2 separate regions of the Hordeum vulgare genome follow, and region 1 is linked to region 2. The links are chromatin contacts, called in public Hi-C maps. All regions are on one chromosome and are shown on one strand. The core of a region is the stretch at or near the end of the contact, and the rest is flanking DNA. Distances in the headings are between cores, read along the strand shown. Region 1 holds the start of LOC123439557. Region 2 holds the start of LOC123443025 (aspartic proteinase 36-like).

Region 1 (6,229 bases), core at 1,929-4,428, 410 kb after region 2:
TACCCAGCCACCAACGGCAGCACCACCGCCACCGAGACCATCCACGCCGCACCAGGGGAGCCTCACCGCCGCGCCGGGTCGCTGCTGCCGAGACGCACCACCAGGCCCCGGGCTGCCCCGCGCCACCCGAGCCAGGAGGGTAAAGGCCGGAGTCTCGCCGCCACCGGGGCCGCCCGACCAAGGGCCGGCGTGGCGCACCGGCGACGGCGGAAGGAAGAAGGGAAGGGGGGAGAGTGGGCGGGAGGCGGCGCGGCGCGGCCCGGCCACCGCGGGGGCGGCACGGGTCGTGGAGGGGAGGGAAGGGGAGCAGGCCGCGAGTCTCCGACTTGCATGCTTTTTCCCCAAAAACAAAAGGGAAGGTTAGCAAAAAAGAGAGAATGAAATCTTAAAATACAAAAGCATTTCACAACAACCTGTAACAACAATCAGGCCTAATAATAAAGTTCAGCGGGAAAAGAAAATACAATGACATCATGTCCAAAACTCTGAAGTATGAAGCATGTTGCTCTTATGCAGCACTTGGTGCCGCTGACACCGAGAGCAGTGCGCAACCGACGGCATACTTGTGGAGGCAAGTGTCAGAGGAGCCGAAGGAGACGGCGATTAGGAGGTGGAGGTGGTGGCAATGAGAAGCACGGCTGCTGCAGCAAGAAAGGTAGGGGTAGGAGAGGTGTTGGTGCATGAACGGCGCTGTCGGCGTACTTATGGCGGCTGGTAACACGGGAGATGGGGGAGGAGTGAAGGGGATGACCACGAGGACGGGGAGGTGGCGGTGATGGGGCGCTGGAACTCCGGCGTCACAGGAGGAGGCAAGAGAGGCATTGGTAGATGAACGATGTCGGCGGCGTGCTTGCCGAGATCGGCTTCGGAGGAGACGGGCAAGGGGATGGAGAGGAAGTGTTTGCATTTTCCTAATTTTGTTGCATGCCTTTCGGTGATGTGCATTCAATGGGAATGCATGTTCATATCGACTACGAAGACGTCTTTGATGATTTCGTTAATTTCAAGATAATGTGCCGTCTCAGTTTTTTAAAGATGTTCATAGAAATAAGATATACGTGAGTGCGTTTATAGAGATGAATGTATGCTCGTGTATGTAAGCGATTTTGATTTTACTCAGTTAAAAAATTGCATGCATTATGTGTTTCAGATGCGCCACGTTCTCTCGCACAAAGGAAAAAAGATGCGTTACGTTCGTTCACTCCAAAAGCTATCAAGGAAATTGATAAAAAAAACTATTAAAAGGAAAATGGTTAAAAGATATATTCCAAATTTGCATCGCATCCTAAGTAGACAGGCGTGGTCATTTATTAATGGTAAAAGGAAGCAAATATATATCTTACTATCCCAAGCACGAATGCAGATCCCTGCAAAAAGAAGTACAAATGCAGATTACTTAAAAACAGAAGACCTTAAATACCGAAAGTCATCTTCTGCTTAAGACTTAAGAGCTCATATGAAGCTCGCGATGAACAGTAAGGCCACAAAATATTGAAAAAAAAATGATTTTCCTAACAAAATTTGAAAAATGTTTTAAGTGCTTACAGAACTTTATCATAAATAACATTTGTGAAAGTCATGGAAAACAATCAGCACAAAATGCTTTTGAAAATAACACTTTTGAAGCATCTTTTTTCAATGTTTGCCTCAGATAATTTTCAATGTTTGATGAATCTTGTGAGCGTTGAATACATTTTTCAATGCTTGCCTGAGATAAATTCTAGAATCTTTATTCATTTTTTTTGGATTTTGCTGTTTCCTCAAGCACAAATGAGCTTGACTTTACTAACTTCACCTCCCTTAAATACAATGAAACTAAAGATTTAAAATGTGTGCTAAAACGACGAAAAACAAATGTGGGTTCACTCCAAGGCCCTTTATCAGATTAATTTTAAATACAATACAAATATTCATATACACGTGCAAACACTTATTTCTATGAACACACATTCTATCCATATAAACCATTTTAAGAGATTGAGAGGGTGTTTGGATACGTTTTAGTCCCATGACTAAAAGTAGTGGGACTAAAACTTGCTAGCCTCACCCATACTTGGATCCAAATACTAAAGAGACTAAAATCAAGCTAATGAACATTTATTATCCTTCAAACCATCCAATTCAGAATTCGCCTGTGTTAAAGGAGAGGAATTAAATGAGGAGAGAGAGGACTAATTCATATTTTAGTAGGGGTATCCCTGATTAAATTTTTTAGTCTCAAAACTAGTTTTAACCCCTTTTTAATCAGGGGTGCTTGAAACTTTAGCCTCTTAAAGAGACTATTTTTAATCAGATCAAAATAAGTCCCTTTAATCCAAGCACCCTCTGAATTGTCATATCACCTTGAGATTTATGAAGTCACCGTAGACACCTCGTTATCGATGAAAATGTCTCCTCTCATTGAATGTGCATCGTCGAAAATTCTAAAATAAATGCAAAATTAATACGAGCATTAGAACTTGAACCCGATGAATTAAAAATACTATTGTCCCACTAACCATCAAAATGATAGACCGGTTCGTCCGTCCACCCAAATGTACCGGACTGATATATACTTAATGAAATCCAAACGGGGTATTTCTACAGTAGTAACCAACCGAGTGGAGAACCGAGCATAGCACAGTTGGCTTGGCGCTGGAGTTTGCAGCCAGCCAGCCAGGGTTCGAGCCTCGGCTCTAACACTGGTGCTCACGGAGTTTTCTTGTATAAAAAAATGCCAACAGGCTAGATTAGCCTGGGTTGGTCTCATTCATTTTTCTTTTTGCAAACCAACCGAGTGCCCCGAAACTGCGGTTTTGCCAGCGCTTCTTCGTTTTCTTCTAGAGCGAGGCTGAACGTTCGCAAGATATTTCGTTGGACGAAGAGAAAGGCAAAACCCCGGACGTGCCGGTGCCCCAAGCACCACACCCCCGCCCACGGGCCACGAGGCTACCGTGCGTGCCATCCGACCCGAGGAGCCGAACCCCGGCGCGTCCCCTCTTTCTCTACCAAAAAAGCGCACGCGCCCGCGGTCACGGGCGCACACACTCCCACCGCGAAAGCGACGGCGGAGAGCGAGAGAGCGCCCCGCGCGATGCGTGCCGCGTGCCCCATCCCGTCCCGTCCCCTCGCCCAGCCCGCGGCGCGAACCTTATCCACCCGTTCCCCTGGCCTCCTCCCGCTTTATAATAACCCCACCACCATTCTCGCTCCCATCCCACCACCTTTTCCCAGCAACGGCAACGCAACGAAACGAACCGAACCGAACCGAACCAGGCCAATCCAACCCGTCGCCTCTCCCTCTCCTCTACTCTCGGCTGCGAATTAAACCCACCCCGCGAATCCTTCGATTCCGGTTCCTCTTCCTCTCTCGCAGCGCGGCGCGAAGCAACCAATCAATGGCGGTGGCGTCGGGACCCGCGGCCACGTTCTCTGCCAGGGGCCTCCCCGCGGCGCCGGGCGCCGGCCGGCCCTGCTCGTGCGCCGCCGCGGCCACCGGCGGGGCGAGGTTCCGCGGCGCCGACGGGAAGTGGTGGGCGCCGCTCCTCGGGTGGTCGGGCCAGCCCGACTACATCGACGCCCAGCCGGCGCCCGCACCGGCGACGGAGGAGGAGCGGGCTGCTGGATGTGGAGCGGGGGCGAGGCGGTTCGGGGTGCTGACGGAGGAGAAGGCGCGGCAGCTGCGCATGCGGATGATGGAGACGGAGAGCTTCCACGACGCCATGTACCACTCCGCCATCGCCTCCCGCCTCGCCTCCGCCGCGCCCGACGGCGACGCCAAGCCATAGGATGTTAGGAACAGCTCACCGGCCGCCGCGACCGCCGGCCGAGCCATGGACGCGCTGTCAGTCTGTGTACATACACTTTTGGTTGTTCTGTTTGTCCTGTTGATCGTTACTGTACTCGAACCCGAAGAAGGGGCCAGTGGTATTTAGGACAGGGCCCCTTCAGGCTCTCCTCAACCTGATTATTCCATGGAGACGGGGGCTGGTTAACTAATCTTATCTTAGTTCTGAAGCAAAACTAGGTAGGAGTAGAACCTGAATGTACAGAAGTAATTTGGTTGTAATGATGTTTACGTTTCGGTTTGCTCAGTGTTTTACTGCAAGGGGTTCCAACTTTGTGGTGGAATCACGGTCAGTTATCAGATTCAGATGCTTGCGAGTTGCAAAAATAGTCGTTGATTCATGTATCTCTAGTCACTGCAGCATGAAGGCTGATGGCTCACAAAGGCGCAATTGCACGTCGTCTTCAGCAATAATTAACCCATGGGACTTTGCGTCCCTGTCGACCGGCCGTTGGTTTTGGCTGTTGGCCGTGGGTTATTATAAAGAGGATTAACACAGCGCACGTCATCGCCATTTGATTCAACTCTGTGTCGTACGCTGCCGAGCCGCCATTGGCCGGCTCATCGCGGAGAGGCTGACGCCGTCACGCCGACCTCTGCTTTTCATCGGATATGATCCAATCCATGTTAGGTTACTTTAAATATAAGTTTTTTAAAGATTTTATTAGGGAAAAAGATTCTTCTCAACCGACGGATTACAACAATGCATCCATCAGGCTTGTGGCCGTTGGATTGGATTTGATGACCTCACGTGGCTGTAGGAGCCCATCGGTGACTAGAAATATCTAATCTTCATGTCCTTATTTTTATCCTCACAAAAGTCATCGCTCACTACTCGTTTTCTTCATGGATTAATCTCGTCACTCTCTCCCAAGCATCCACACATCGGCCGTCCTTCCATCCTATCGGCTATCCCTTGTGCGTCGGCTTTGAGAGAGGAGGGGTCTCAGCTGCGACTCTCCATGGATTAGTCCGTTCTCCTTTTGCAACAGGGGCTCGTCTGGGTAAGGTCCAGCAGGGTTGACGGGGAGCTTTACAGTGTCGGTGCTCGTCGGCGGCGCGACGCTGCTACTCCCTCATCGGTGTGATTTTTTTCCTGTAACATCCTCTTTGTTGCAAAAAAAGATTCTGCAACATTACTAATGTTGCAAAACTTTCATCCATCGACATCTTTGTTTGAAAAAAAAACTGCTACACTATCTTTATTGAAAAATAAAATTGCAACGCAACCTCTGTTGCAAAAAAATTCTGCAACATAACCTTTGTTGCAAAAAAAAATCTGCGACACAATCTCTATTATAAATATTTATACAACAAAACTGTTGTTGCAGGAATCTGCAACACCATCTCTGTTATAAATGTTTCTATAACAAAGTCGTTGTTGCGGGAATTAATGAATGGGGAGGGGACAAGCCGGATGTGGCAGGAGATCGATCCGACACTGCCTGCACGTAGATCCAACGGCTATCGATGTGACGGATGTATAGCACACATCAACCGATAGATGCGTTTTATTAGGGAAAACTGCGTACGAAATAAAATGAATAAATCTACGTTTTAATATTCGTCACCCTGGATGAGGAATACTTATTCTTCATCCCCGCTATTTTCATATCAATGCACCGTAATTTAACATTTTGTAAATTTTGTCTTATTTCATATGTAAAAAGTGACCCTAAGAAAATATATAGACACCATAAAAGTATTTTATGTCATGTAAAATTAAAAACACAAAAACATAGTGTAAAATATATATATATAATACGTTTTCTTGTCTTATGACCTATATTTTTTGTTTTCTTATGTCAAACTTTACGTAGTGAATCAGTATAAATGTAATTATTTGAATTTTAAATGTTATTTAATTATGAAACGATCGTAAGATTAACTCGGGTGAAGAATAACTTATTCTGCATCCTGAGTGATGAATAGACTTTATATATACATAGGTCTTATTGACCACTATGTAAAATTTGGCATAAAAAATTAAAAATATAGGCTGTAAGACAAAAAATTATGCATTTTATGTACATTTTACACTATGTTTTTATGTTTGTAATTATTTATAGGGTCACGCTATTCGTCACCCTGGGTGAGGAATAGTTATTCTTCACCCCCTCTATTTTCACATTAATACACCCTAATTTTACGTTTCTTAAATTTTAATCTTATCTCATACATAAAAAGAGACCGCAACAAAATACATAGTCACCGTAAAAAATATTTTATTTCACATAAAATTACAAACATAAAAATATAGTGTAAATTATACATAAAATGCGATTTTTCTGGTCTTATGATCTATATTTTTGTTTTATTATGGCAATTGTTTCGTAGTTAATCAATATAAATGTATCTATTTGCATTTCAATTTTTTTTTTGAAGTGGTCGTAAAATTACCTC
Region 2 (5,674 bases), core at 262-2,761:
GGTTCACCTTCCCCGGCCCGCTGCTGCATCCCTCACCTCTGCGTGGGCCGAGGTTTGCCAAGAACACAGAGAGAACATTACTTATTTTTTTTATTTGAACACCGCTCGTCCACCTTCCCCGGCCCGCTGCTGCACCCCTCACCTCTGCGGCCGTGTCGTCGGTCACCTTGCCTGCCCTCTCTGCACGCTCTCGCCTCTCCGCACCGCTTCACTCCTCGGTGGCTCGGTCACCCCACCGGCCACCGTCGTCGGCCCCCTTCCTGCCCCTTCGGCAATCTTGTTGACAACCACATCACAAATTACACAAAGTTAACTTGATGTGGCCGAGCATAACTACCACAAATGGCGCACGTTCTTCCTCTTCCTTCTTCTCATAGTACAACGTCACCCTCACGTCGAGCACCCACCGCCGGCCTCTCCCAATGACATCTAGCGCTCTACTGACGCGCGCGGCCACATGTCCCTCTGGATTTACGCCATTGTCAGTGATCCTCCTCCTCAACTTCGTCATGGGTGCCGATGTCGTCCATGCGACCATGCCGACGAGCTTGATGGAGATCCGCCAAACGGCACCTCCGTCGCGGCCGACGCGGTCGCGGAGTCGTCGGCAGCATGCGCTGTGAACCATAATTTGAGGTTACCTTCCCTAATGATGCCCGCGAGAAGAAGCCCCCTCCCTCACCCCCCTCAATCACCTTCAAAGTAGCTAGCGGCCTGCCGGCACTCGCAAGCAGCAAAGCAACGTCGCCGAGCAGAGCCGGGGGAGTGGACGGGCGGCCCGGTACAACCATGACCAGCGGAACGACTCACATGGACGAGATCGAGGCCGTCCGCGTCGTTCTACTGGCCCTGGTGAGCACCTCCAGCAGGACTCAATATACTCCCTCCGGTCTTTTTTAGTCTGCATATAAGTTTTGTCCGAAGTCAAAGTATCTCTAATTTGACAAAACTTATACAAAAAATTATGAACATTCACCATACCAAATCAATATTGCTAAATTCTTTACGAAATGTAGTTTCATAATGTATATATTTGGTATTGTAGATATTGATATTTTTTAATATAAATTTGGTCAAACTTTATGAAGTTTGACTTGACCAAAATTTAATATGCGAGTAAAAAGGACGGGAGGGAGTACTACCGGCACCTCGATCGTCAGGAAATGATAATAGACGACCAGACATGTCGCTGTAACTACTGCTAAACTAAAGATCGATGCTGCAAAAACGTACCCGCCGGCCAAATAACTGTTCCCTGTGCCGACCACGGGGAGATCAGCAACACCTTCACGCATCAGACCACGCATGGTCAGTCGGAGTTTGTCGATGTTGATCATCTCCGTGGAGGATGCTAGCCGTCGCTCCAGTCTCAGAACGACGGGCTGAGGAGAGGCTCCGGCAGCAAGCAACGCCACCGCACCGAGCAGCACTGCTGCTGCAAAACAGGGCCGGAGGAGCCCGACGCCCACCATTGGAGAGCTGTTCTATGTTTCTCGGGGAAGAAAGGGTTTAAAGTGAGGTGCGCGGAAGAGAGAGGAGCTCGCTGATGCCAGGAGAAAAGGACAGCTGTGTTCAACAGGCATGCAATCATAACACAGTGGCCTGTTACAAACAAACACCAAAGAGGTAAAATGTTTTGCCTTTCTCTATTTATGGTTACTGTCACTGAAGCGCGGCATGTGCTCGCATGTTCTCTCAGGTCTCAGTTCACGAGTCCAGCTGGTGCAAATTGCTCGATGCACGCATATAGAGAGCTGCAAAAAAAACTGTTCCAACATTTTCCTTTAACCTAATTTCTTATTAGGATGTCTCCAAAAATACACCCCATCTCTCTTTCATATATCATATAGAGAGAGAGATGCAAATCTCTCAGTAATCCAATCCACCGCGGCGGAAGCTAACCGCCCGGATTTCACGGCCCGGCACGCCACTGCCACGACCGGCCAAAGTCCCCCTTCCCGTCGGCGATTCCCGTCCTTCCACCCCGTCGGTGGCCAGCTGCAACCGCACAGTTGCATCATCGGCGGCCATGTCGCCTCCCCTTTCCTCAGGCGTCATCGCTTCCCCTTCCCTAGCTGGTCGTTGGCGATTGTCGCACCTCCATCGAGACCACACTGTCGGCACCACTACCGCCTCCCTGCACCATCATGGTATCGGCCACCGCAACACACCACTGGGTCGTAGGCAGTTGTCACTCTTGTTTCGTGTACCACTTTGATGTTGGTCATCAGGGCTCCGTTGGCGTGTCTTCTAGGAGAGAGAGAGAGGGGGGAAGGGACGGAGGGAGGGAGGGGGGAGAGAGAGAGAGAGTAGTCACTGACGGGTGGAGGTGCATAAATTCCAGGCAGGTATAGATGAAGTTGTACTGAAAAACTGCCACAAGTGCACGCTTACAAAAGCCATAAAAATATTGAGGGAGCTCCTAAACGCACATATAGTATGGTACCATATAGAAAACTCTTGGGAGATGTTATTGAGTATTTGACAAAACTACCACTTTAAAGGTAAGGGGCCATAGAACTATCACTTTTTTTTAAATGGCTGGAAACTATACTATTTTTTTATTTTGTGACTAAAAACCATCATTATTGAAAAAATAGGTAGTTTAGATGATTTAAACACGTTTCTGATATGGGAGGCCCACCTGTCAGTACTGACATGACGCAAAGTCAACTTGTTTATTTGAACCGTTAAATTGATCACTCATATATGTGAGGCCCGTGTGTGAGCAGCGACCTTCTTCTTCCTTGTCCTTTTTTCTCTTAGGCTTTTCAATGAACGCCTCATGTGCACTCACGCTTGAGCTCCGAACTACTCCATGACGACTCCCCGACGCAACACCTCCCCGGCGTCGGTCGGGTCAGATGCCTCACGCTGTTGTGCTCGTGCTGCTACTGCCTCGAAATAGGCTTTCGTCCCGCTATATGGATATAGCAACCACCAGATACAACATCCCGAACACCGTTGGGGCGGACAACACAAGCACGCCCAAAAGAAAATACAAGAGAAAATAAGAGAAAAAAGCCAACAACACCGGATCAACGAAAGCTACGACTTCCCGCGACCGTTGTGCCCATCGAAGATAACTACCACGCTCCAAAGCCACCGAGTTGTCGTGTACCAAGCACCACCTTCAAGAAGGAATGCGACGATGTCGACGCTGTTGCCCGAACGAATCCTAGGATTTCTCCCGGTACACGGAGGGTGGTGGGGTGAGAGGGTCACCCGACGCCCTTCAAGAAGGATGGTGGCGCCCGCAGGCGTCACCGCGTTGGTGCCGTCAAGATCCGACAGGGATTTCTCCCGACCCCTCGCACCCGACACCCAGGACCAACCTTCGGCTCCACCACACCCGCCGTCCACCAACATGCACCAACACAGTCACAAGGAAGTCGTCGTCGTCTCACCACGGCCAACGAAGCGAGGCCGATCGGATCCAAACGAGACACCCGTAAACAAGGACCGACAGCACCGCAACCACGAGGGAGGGAACAAACTCCACCAGCTTAGGCGGTAGCAGACCGGGCATAGCAGCAGATGCACACCAGACCAAATGTCCAGCCGATCAGAACGGACCCGTGAAGCTCCACCGCCACGCTGCAGCAGTCACGGCACATCAACCGTTGTCCCTGTCACGAGGAGCTCGCCAGAGCCACCGGAGGACAGCCCACCACGGCCCCAGCAGGCCCGCCCCGACCCAGATCGGGCCTCTAGGGCCTAGATCTGAGCCAGCCGGGCGCCGCCGGCCGCCGCATGCGAGGGCCATCACCGCCGCCAAGGGGCAGCGCCTCCGCACCGCCGTCGTCCAAATCCGCGCCGGAGCGCCGCCGGTCGAAGGGCTCCGCCGCCAGGACCGCCTGCCCGAGCCGGGATCCAGCGACTGGGGAAGAAGGGGGGCCGCCATTGCCGGGCTGCGGGGCGCCGCGCGGGCAACGCCCCGCCGCGCCCGCCGGCAGCAGCGGCGAGGGGGAGGGGCGGCGGCGGCTCGCTGGGAAGGGAAGGAGAGGGGAGCCGCCCCGGTCGCCTCGCTCGGGGGAGGGCGACGCGGGGGGCCTCGGAGGTCCTGTATTCGCTCTCGTGTTATTCGCTCTCGTGCTGATACTGCGCCGGCCCCTGCGTGCTCGTGCTGCTGCTATTAGGCGTGCGCCGGCACAGAGCAGCAAGGTGTGGCATACGGCGGCACATAGCATCCAGGTGCGCCGTGCTCGATCTGGTGCAGCTGCTAGGCGTGCGGCAGCGCGGAGCAGCAAGGTGCGCGTACGGCGTCACGGAGTAGCAAGGTAAAACATAGGAGTATCTTTTTGACCCATTTTACTCTATCTAAACAAAATATGTAATTCCTATCAAAAGTGACAAAAGAGGGTGGAAAATAGACTCGACTTAAAAAAGAATGAGTGACATGCATATATAATTTTTTTTTGCGGAAGACATGCATACTCATATCTTTATTTGTTTTGTTTATCATATATACCAATTGTTACGTACAACATCTCACAGGAAGTCAAGCCGCGTCTAGGTTGGGGATAGTCTAGTTAAATTTGCTCGTACTGAAGGAAGAATCATGACTTGGTTGGGTTCTGGTCCTGATGTTTCTTTACAGTTAGCTGATGATTTTACAGTTAGCTGATGATAATTATAAGGACAATATGCATGAGTTGAGTAATATAATTGTTTCACCCGCAAAAAAAGCCGTGTCTGTTCCAAGTGAAAGAACGTTTTCGGGACAAAGGCAAAAAATAAAACAAGGGGATATTTGATGTGTGGCTGTTCTTTTCCTAACAACGACTCTCTTTTTTTTAGGGGACAACGATTACTTTTTTAGACATGTAAGTACCCACCTCACCAGGTTGCCTATTCAGTGAAACTTGAAATGCTCACGGGCGTGCACCGTCACTACACATTGTGCGGTGTAGACATGCCTTTTTGCCTGTATAATGATCTCAGAAATAGGTTTCCTTTTTATTCTCTATTTGTAGAAATAGAGATCCCACCACCTTTGACCCGTGTCGTTTGTTGTAGATCCGAGGCCTACCTGATAAATATACCTGCTGTTTCCGGCGAGCCCAATCTTGGCCACAATGATCTCGCCGATGCAGGCAAGTAACCCATTAATTTTGAGCACAAAATAGTGTGTTCGTATTTTGCATCAGTAATTTGATAAGGTATTATGCATGATTTGAAACTGCTTAAGAAAGGTGTGTAATGGATCTATTATTAGTCAGAGGAACAGAGGGAGTAATATTTTTTTTTGAGGGGATAATTAGATACCTAGAAACTCTGGCCTAAAAGTTTCTGCACAAAGGCATAATACTGTTGAAGTGGATATCCGATTTATTCGTGAGCAGCGGTGAGTGTTGGGATGAAATTTTGGCAAAGCATCTTTTCGATCCACAAGATGCTTAAGAGGTTCTAAATATTTGTATTCATGCCTATGTGAGGAAGATTTTATTGTGTGACACTATGAGAAGAATGGTATTTTTTTATTAAATAGTATGTGTACAATTTTGCACTTAAATTAAAGGATAATCAGGACACTGTTGGCCAATCTAGAGGCGAACCACGACACATTGCAAAAGGAGGATATGAGAGTTAATTTGAAAGGCAAATGTCCCCCAGAAGATTAGAGTTTTTGTGTGGTGTGCTGTTGTCAATAGCTTAGCAGTCCTAACAAATA

Evidence for each region. Hi-C and Micro-C count contacts between places; a contact is called where the count stands out from the background.
Region 1: a Hi-C map of seedling shows a contact between it and region 2, with 5 times the contacts expected there. The contact joins the promoter of LOC123439557 here to the promoter of LOC123443025 in region 2. A contact is called at or near these places in 2 of 6 Hi-C or Micro-C datasets (leaf and seedling).

What each region holds. Positions count from the first base shown.
Region 1 is chr3H:74,780,922-74,787,150 of MorexV3_pseudomolecules_assembly, forward strand. It overlaps LOC123439557, which reads left to right and starts at 3,179. Exons shown (of 1, transcript XM_045116254.1): 1 at 3,179-4,068. The coding sequence starts at 3,378. The coding sequence ends at 3,767.
Region 2 is chr3H:74,374,408-74,380,081 of MorexV3_pseudomolecules_assembly, forward strand. LOC123443025 (aspartic proteinase 36-like) reads right to left here and starts at 1,512. Exons shown (of 11, transcript XM_045119245.1): 1 at 1,234-1,512. The coding sequence starts at 1,472.